Regions from separate parts of the Mus musculus genome. Here region 1 is linked to region 2. A link is a contact called in public promoter capture Hi-C data. All regions are on one chromosome and are shown on one strand. The core of a region is the stretch at or near the end of the contact, and the rest is flanking DNA. Distances in the headings are between cores, read along the strand shown.

Evidence for each region. Promoter capture Hi-C pulls out the DNA fragments that hold promoters and counts their contacts.
Region 1: a promoter capture Hi-C map of pre-B cells shows a contact between it and region 2. The contact joins the promoter of Thoc3 here to the enhancer-like site in region 2. A contact is called at or near these places in 16 of 39 promoter capture datasets (the 3T3-L1 cell line, the C10 cell line, the HPC-7 cell line and 10 more), 1 of 15 datasets of contacts at CTCF or cohesin (large pre-B cells), 3 of 115 datasets of contacts at active chromatin or transcription factors (embryonic basal ganglia, kidney and large pre-B cells) and 1 of 9 other capture datasets (adipose tissue).

Annotation. Positions count from the first base shown.
Region 1 is chr13:54,466,338-54,470,837 of GRCm38.p6, reverse strand. It overlaps Thoc3 (THO complex 3), which reads left to right and starts at 1,998. Exons shown (of 6, transcript NM_028597.3): 1 at 1,998-2,297; 2 at 2,856-3,012; 3 at 4,454-4,500. The coding sequence starts at 2,031.
Region 2 is chr13:54,230,806-54,235,095 of GRCm38.p6, reverse strand. It overlaps a transcript of Hrh2 not described here. Among named protein-coding and RNA genes, the nearest start is that of Gm16578, 9.9 kb to the right of the region's middle. Within about 2 kb of position 2,930, at least 27 of the 459 cell types and tissues checked have an H3K27ac peak or open chromatin away from gene starts, as enhancers often do. A contact at or near this core is called in adipose tissue, where this site is marked.

The DNA of each region.
Region 1 (4,500 bases), core at 749-3,248, 240 kb before region 2:
CTCTATCGATTCTATTTTCCTTAAAAAAAAAAAATTAAAGATACTATTAGCTAGGCATGGTGGAGCACTCTTTTAATCCTAGCACTTGGGAAGCAGAGGCACATGGACCTCAGAGTTCAAGGCCAACCTGGTCTACAGAGGAAGTTCCTGGACAGCCAGGAATACACAGAGAAATCTTGTCGTAAACCCCCCTTCCCCATCAAAAATTATATTTTTTCTTGTGAATATTCATTGTGTAGGGTACTGTTATATAAGGATTTCTTTCTTTCATTTTCTCACATTTTATTTAGTAAATATTGGGTGCCTACTATGTGCAAAATACCAGTGGAGGGGGCCAAGACTGCTGGGTCATAAAAACAATGGAATGACAGATTTCAAGAAATTATATTCAGGTAGGGAGATAGCTATTACTGAAAGTAACAGAAGAGAATATGTAGGGAAAATACACAGGAATTCCAGTCCCAGACAGAGTACAGAACACGGTATTCAGGGATAGACCCATTTAAAATGATTTCATGGATATGCATGTGTGAGTACACGTGTGTATGTGGGGGCCAGAGGACAACACGGAGGTGGTTCTGAGGCACCATCCCTTGTTCTGTTTTGAGAAAGGGTCACTCATTAGCCCGGGACTTGCCAAGGAAGTTAGACAGCTAGCCAGTGAGTCCTAGGGATCTGCCTGTCCCTGTCTCCCCAGTGATGGGGTTATAAGCCTGCGACACCACAGCTGGCTTCATAAGGACATTTTCACACGAATATTTGTTGGATATATTCCTCTGGTGTCCCCTATCCCTGCACAGTTCTTCTCCAGTGCTTGGCGAATCCTGGCTGTGCACCATTGTTTTTTTCCACCCGGGTATCTTTTGGTTTAACAGAGACATAAGTGGGAGGATCAGAGATGTGAGCATGGCACACAAAATGGTCATTGTACTTTCCGCTATTTTCTTTTAGTTTACTATCATGTATATACAATATCCTTTAACAACCAAGATCAAAAGACAGAAAAACGTCTTGGGAGGCAGAGGCAGGCGGATGTCTGTGTGTTCGAGGCCAGCCTGGTCTGTAGAGTGAGTTCCAGGGCAGTCAGGGATACACTGAGAAGCCCTGTCTTCAAAAACTAAAAACAAAAACAAAACCCCCGAACAAACCAAATCTCAAATTAACCGAACAACTTTTCCCAAGTCCAACCGACAAACCCACATTTCTTTTTTCTTTTTTTTTTCTTTTTTTTTTTTTTTTTTTTTTTTTTTTGGTTTTTCGAGACAGGGTTTCTCTGTATAGCCCTGGCTGTCCTGGAGCTCACGTTGTAGACCAGGCTGGCCTCGAACTCAGAAATCCGCCTGCCTCTGCCTCCCGAGTGGTGGGATTAAAGGCGTGCGCCACCACGCCCGGCTCAAACCCACATTTCTTATCAATTCCTTCATTCCACAAACATCTAACCTTTCTCCAGGAGCGACAACTTGCAATGGCCTTTTGCTTTAAGGGCACGATGAGGACCTTACAGTGAAAAACAACTCTAGAAAAAAGATATTTTACATGCAGGTAAACTGGAGGATTTATCTTGACTCTCTTTTTTGAATAAGCAAGGCTACCAAGAAACTGGTAAGAAGACCATTTAAAAAAAAAGTTGAACTCTTGGTGGGGGGTGGGGAGGGGGAGGGAAGCAAGTCGGGCAGTGGTGGCACACGCCTTTAATCCCAGCACTTGGGAGGCAGAGACAGGCAGTTTTCTGAGTTAGAGGCCAGCCTGGTCTAGAGTGAGTTCCAGGACAGCCAGGAAACAAACAAAGAAACCCTGTCTCGAAAACAAAACAAAACAAAACAAACCAAACAAAAAAAAGCGAATTTAAGGAAGAATCAGTCCTATTTCAAAAGGGAAAGGTGGACGCGCGCTGCATGGCGGGATTTGTAGTTCCGCGAGTGAGAGGCGCCAGCGCGGAGCGACGCGGCGCTTTTTCGGCGCATGTGCAGGGCGACGGCGCCAGACTCAGAGTATCCAGCTTCCGGCGCGCGGTCCGTGAGGAGGGAGGCATGGCGGCGCCCGCTGCGGTCCTGGGCCCCTCGGCCCTCGGCCAGAGCGGCCCCGGCTCGATGGCGCCCTGGTGCTCAGTGAGCAGTGGCCCGTCTCGTTACGTGCTCGGGATGCAGGAGCTCTTCCGAGGCCACAGCAAGACGCGCGAATTCCCGGCGCACAGTGCTAAGGTGCACTCGGTCGCCTGGAGCTGCGATGGCCGTCGCTTGGCCTCGGGGTCCTTCGACAAGACTGCCAGCGTGTTCTTGCTGGAGAAGGACCGGCTGGTGAGCTTGTAGGGCACGGGCTTGGCGGAGAAGAGGGCTGTGTGCGGAGGGAGAAAAAGCAGGAGAGGTAGGGGTATGGCCTGTCGTTGGCGGTGATGAGGAAGGGGTTTGGGGCTGGAAGAGTTGGAATGACGAAGGGGGTGAGGCTGCCTGGCGGAGAGCAGAGAGCGAACTTAGTGGCAGTAAAGAGGTGTGGCGACGTGGCTGCGGGCCGGGGGAGGTTGAAGTCAGGTGGCAGAAAGTGGTGAGGGTCTAGAAGAGCCCTGGTGACGAGTGGCTAGGGACTAATGGGGTGGTAGAGCCCCTAGGGTGGAGAGGAAGGCTTTATTTGAAAATGATAGCGCAGGACAGGTTGGTTGAGGTGGTGGTGGAAAAAGAAAGAAGGGAGGCCAGGAAGGGCCAATGTCAAAGCTCAGAGAGGTTCATGGGGGGGGGGGGGAGGGGGTGTTGTAGTTTTGGAAAAAGAATTAGATTTCTGTTTTGAATTATCCAGATCTTTGCTGGTTTCAAGGCACCACTGTTTGGATAAAAGTGGCATCTGGATTCTGTTCTTTTAAGGTCAAAGAAAACAACTACCGGGGCCACGGAGATAGTGTGGACCAGCTTTGTTGGCACCCAAGCAACCCTGACCTCTTTGTCACCGCATCTGGAGATAAAACCATTCGCATCTGGGATGTGAGGACTACAAAATGCATCGCCACTGTGAATACGAAAGGTGAGTTCAGAGAGAGGGGGTTCTGGAGGAAAAGCTAGTGTGATCTGCAGCAAGCATCTTTGTAGCAAGTGCAGGTTATCAGGATGGGTTGTATGTGTCTGTCTGGAGAAGACAGGAACAGAACAGAGCACTTTTCTGGCAGGCTGTAGATGTATAGGAGAGCAGTGGAAACTATACAAGAGTAGTATGTGCAGAGGCGTGGAGAGTTTGGGAGATTCAGGCAGGTTACAATGGCTGAGAAACCATGGGCGATCTGGAAAGTTGTGCGTTTTGTTTAAAGGCTGTGTTCAAAGAAGCAGTGTGGTAGTTTGAGTAGGCTTGGCCCAGGGCATGGCACTATTAGGTGTGGCCTTGTTGGAGGAAGCGTGTCACTGTGGGTGTGGGCTTTAAGACCCTTATCCTGGCTTACCTGGAAGCCATTCTTCTGTATGCCTTTGGATTAAGACGTAGAACTCTTAGCTCCTCCTGCTCCATGTCTGGTTGAATGCTACCATGGTCCCACCTTGATGATACTTGACTGAACCTCTGAACCTGTAAGCCAGCTCCAATTAAATGTTGTTCTTTATAAGAGTTGCCTCGGTCATGGTGTCTCTTCACAGCAGTAAAACCCAAAGTAAGGCAGGCAGTTTTGTTGATTTTAGATTTTTTTTTTAATTTTCATCTGTGTGTGTGTGTGTGTGTGTGTGTACGTGTGTACGTACACGTACCACATGTGTATAGGTGCTGGAAGAAGGCGTCTTGTCCTCTATAAATGTAGTTATAGGTGATTGTGAATTGTGGGTACAGGGAATTGAACTTGGGTCTCCAGGGAAAAAAACCCAAGTGTTCTTAACCACTGAGCCATTTCTAGCCCCACAGGGGAGAAAATGTGTGTGTGTGTGTATACACACACACATACATATATATACATATATATGTACACATATATTTTTGAGGGGGAGACAGGGTTTCTTTGTGTAGCCCTGGCTATCCTAGAACTCACGGTGTAGACTAGGCTAGACTCATGAACTGAGAGATCCACCTGCCTTTGCCTCCCATGTGCTGGGTTTAAAGGCATGTATCATCACCACCAAGCTCCCACAATAGAATTCTTGATACACCTTCTGATAGATTTTTAACTGCACTATAGACAGTAAAGTACAAAAAAAAAAAAAAAAAGGTGTTTTGAAAAAAGGTTTAATGAAGTTGAAAATTTTAACCTGTGTTCAGTGTGGACACGCGTGACTTTGATGAGACTGGTGCCAGGGGTTGGAGTGGGGAGGTGCTTTGACAAATGTCTAGACTCACGGTCGCCTCTTGGTCATCGGAAGCTTCCTTCCATTGATTTGGTGAGGAATAAGTGCTGAAGGTAGCTCTGATCTTCTTTCCAGGAGAGCAGAATAAACTCTGGAGGCCGATGGGCAAAGGTGAGCTTGCTGACGGATTATATCTGGGTTCCCAGGGGAGAACATTAACATCTGTTGGAGTCCCGACGGGCAGACCATCGCT
Region 2 (4,290 bases), core at 1,681-4,180:
CAGTTGGGTGGCGGATATGTGTTGGAGCTAAGACTCTAGTGTCTGCCATGAGAAGAAGCAAGGTAGAAAGAGGGGCCGAGGCTGACCAAGGGTTTTGAAACCCAGGATATATCCTCTGCTTGAGAAGGAGGGCTTTGGAGAAGCAGGCGAGGGAGAAGTTGGAGTGGGTAGTTGTGGACTTGTTAACAGTAAGGTACCTTTGAAGTATGCAGATGGAGGTGACCCAGTGTCTCATGCTTTGCCTACAGTTGTGAATCAGCAAATAATTTCCTTATGTTTGGTGACTAAGGTCATGGATGCAGATGAGGTCTCAAAGGGAGACCTAAGGTGAGACGTCCCATCACTGAACTCCAAGGGACAGTCACATCTAATGGTTGTGTGGAGGACAGCAAGTCACAAAGAGGGCTGGAAAACCACATAAAAGGTGGACATGGCGGGGGTTGGGGGTGGGCGTGGAGGCGGCAGGAGAGGGTCTTGGAAACCCAAGGAAACCTGGGTATCAAGGAGGAGTTGAGGTCATGGAAGGGCAACAGCAATGAGGAGTCCTCGGGGAGAGAAGTCCACAGATATCCTCTTCTCTCTGGGGCTCTCGCCAACTCCACCTCCTTGAATCTCTCAGTCATTCTCTAACTATAGAAAGGGAGTCTACTCATTTACACAGAGGAATATAGAGCTGCTCAGAGGGGCCAGGGATTTGTTCTGGTCATGTAGCCAGATGAGGGTGGCATTAGGTCAACCTACACATTTGTACTCTCTGCATCTTCCCAGCTTCTGTCTGTGCTTTCCTGGGACTCAGTAGACACACTTTGCCCCACAAGCCCACTGTACACTACTTCTTGTTGAAAATGAGCACCATCAATGGCTGTAGCTCATCATGGAGGGCTTCCTGAAGGGCTAAGACTTGCTAGAGGAGGGTTAGCTGAGTTAAGGAATTGTCTTGGCTTCTCTTCTGAGTATCAGTGTAGTTTAGAAGGCATGGACATAAGCCTGGATTTTTATTTATTCATCCATTCATTCATCCATCCATCCATCCATCCATCCATCCATCCATCCATCCATATACTCATTCATCCATCATCCATTTGTCCATCCATCCACACATCTTCCCACACATCCATTCTTAGTACCTCTATCCCAGACATACTTTCTGGCTGAGTGGCCTGAGGTACATTCCACACTACCCTGACTCTCAGTTTCCATCTCTGTAAAGACTGGAGAGTGATGCTTATCCTAAGCATATGTATATAAATTATGAGAGCCTGTGTAGGCAAAGTATCTGGAACTTAGTTAGGTGTCCATGGAGGGCAATTTCTTTCCTCTTCTTTCTCTTCCACTCGCTTCTCTTCTTTTCTGCTCACATTGAGACCTCGCAGGGAAGCGAGGCTTCTCAGTGCTTTATGATAGTATCCTTTGCCCTGCTTGGCAGATGTGCATGTTTTCTATAGAAGCACGTCCATGTACACCTGTGTATCCATCTCTGTCCTGCTCTCTCTGCTCATGACTCCTAGGGCCAGCACCAACATGAGCTTTGAACCCAAGGAATTCTGCCTAAGGATTTTAACCTGTCTGAAATCTGCTCCCAGGGAAGATGTTTTGTGTGTTCTGTGAGCCTCCAGGCTCAGGCTGAAGTTTGTCCTCAGTGGTTTGGTGGGGCTTGGTATACAGGGGCTCCAGAAAGGAGATCCAAGTGATAAGGCCAGCATCTTGGTGTCCTGGGCAGGATCTAGACAGCCTCATAGGACAACAGCCCCATTCCTTCCTGTGATGGTGTCCTTTCTGTCTCTTCAGACAGTGGCTCCCCCAGTTGCTCCTTTGAGGGTCCTTCTGGGTGTTGCTGGAGGAAACGAAGCCTCCACAGGCTCTTGCAGCAGCTTAGGAGGTTATTGGAGCATATGGTGCAAGACAATGCTGTTTTCCTGTAGAGACACAAGCATAAGTCAGAGCTGGGGTACTGACATGACTAATCTTGCTTGTCAGCTTGACATACACGGAAAGAGGGACCCTCAGTTGAGAAATTGCCTCCATCAGATTGGCCTCTCTGTGGGGATTTTTCTTGATTGCTAACTGATGTAAGAGGATATAGCCCACTGTGGGTGGTACCATCCCTAGGCAGGAGAGTATGGGCTTTGTAAGGAGCCTAGCTGAGCAAGCCAGAGTGAGCAAGCCAGTAAGCAGCCACTCTCTTGGTTTCAAGCTCCTGCCTTGAGTTCTTGCTTTGGCTTTCTGCCATGATGAACTATATAGCCTATAAGCTAAAATAAACCCTCTTCTTCCCAAATAGCTTTTGGTTATAGAGGATTTGTTGTTTGTTTGTTTGTTTGTTTGTTTTCACAGTAACAGAAAGCAGGCTAGAACAGGTGGTCACTGAGACAAGTCCATGGGATGAGCCCTTGTGCTGTGCATCCTCTAAGCCTGGACTAAGCCTGTGGGATTCTCTTCCCTGTCTAGAGCAGTTAAGTTTTACAGGCAGAGCAGGGAAGGCCATCACCCTATAAGGAGAAGCAACCAGGGGCCATGCCTACAAATCCCAGCTCTGTTCCTATATGATCCTTCCTCTGAATCTCATATGGAGCTACTCATAATTATATATTCTCCAACTCTGGTAAGAACCCAGGGTTATAAAACACACCAGAGCGAGCACCTCATACATTAGGGGGCCCAGGCAATGAATGTTCTATCTGTGCCACGTTTCAATGTTCACAGTGCTGGAGATGGAACCCAGAGAGAACCATCTCACACGTCTTGCATGAGCTGGGGAAGCTTGGCCAGTGGGACAATCAAGCTCTCTGCTCCTCCTTCCATACAGGGAGAGGGATGGAGACTCTACTTTCCTTGCTCACTTCTGCTAGTCACACGGTGGCTATGGCTGTGGGTGCCTGGCTTTGCAAGGCTCCGTGGACAAAGACTCTGCTGATTCCCAGCCTCCTTCTGTGCGTGGCACACCCTGGCTGAGTCACTGCCGGGAACTCCCAGGTGGCCCTTGGCCCTCTCTCTTAACACTCTGTACCTTCGTCTGGTCGGCAAGGTCAGGCCTGTGGCATTTCAGAGGTTTCTGCTCCCACATGAGCAGCAATGCACATATTTGGCCAAGCTAGCAGGGAGGTGTCCGCCCTTGGACGAACATTCCACTAGCTCTGAGAAAGTACTTCTTGCTGAAATTACTACCGAGGAGCCACTCGAAACTGAAGCCTTTGCCCTCTAAGGAGCCTGCCTAGTAATTCATCATGACATATTCACAGTAAAATGTCAGCACGTAGAACCAACAAAAAGACACAGATAAACAACTCAGGTAATCCCCCTACTCCAGCAAATCCTCTTGGTTCACAATTCATCTATTGGATATTTTTGAATGAAATACACTAGCCAGCCAAACAGATCCTATTTTAAGTACATAGACATGATTTAAAGACTATGTAAGTAAAGTCGTTGAAATTCATGAGCACCTGATTCACTCCAGCAAATATTTTGTTTTGCCTTCATTTATTTTATGTAGATGGTATCATGTTTTATGATTTTTTCCCCCTCTGAGGCTGACTTTTTATTCATACCTTATTGCCCTGAGGCAGGTCTCTCACTGAACTTGAAGTAAGATCCTTCGGGTCGGCTGGCAAGCTCTGGGGCTGCACTTGTCTCCACCCCTCAGTGCTGGGGTTAGAAGCACATGCAACCATGTCTGGCTTTACAATGTGGGTTCCAGGAATTCAAACTCAGTTCCTTGTGCTTATGTCTCAAGAGTTTTTACCTACTGTGCCAGCAACTCAGCCCACATTTGCCTTCATTTTAATAGCCATGTTTTATTTATTTTCCTTTCTGGGATTGTTTATGAAAAGCCTTATACATCCCAAAGTCATCAAAGTGTTCTTTTTTTTTTTTTCTTCTACAAGTTTAAATGTTGTGATTGGCTTTTGTGTGTCACGTGGTGTACTGGCTGGCTTTGTGTGTCAACTTGATAGGAGTTGAAGTTATCACAGAGAAAGGAGCCTCCCTTGAGGAAATGCCTCCATGAGATCCAGCTATAAGGCATTTTCTCAATTAGTGATCAGGGCTGAGAGGGCCCATTGTGGGTGGTGCCATCCCTGGGCTGGTAGTCCTGGGTTCTATAAGAAAGCAAGCTGAGCAAGCCAAGGGAAGCAATCTAGTAAGCAGCACCCCTCCATGTCCTCTGCATCAGCTCCTGCCTCCAGGTTCCTGCCCTGTGTGAGTTCCTGTCCTGACTTCCTTTGGTGATGAACAGCAATGTGGAAATGTAAGCTGAATAAACCCTTTCCTCCCCAACTTGCTTCTTGGTCA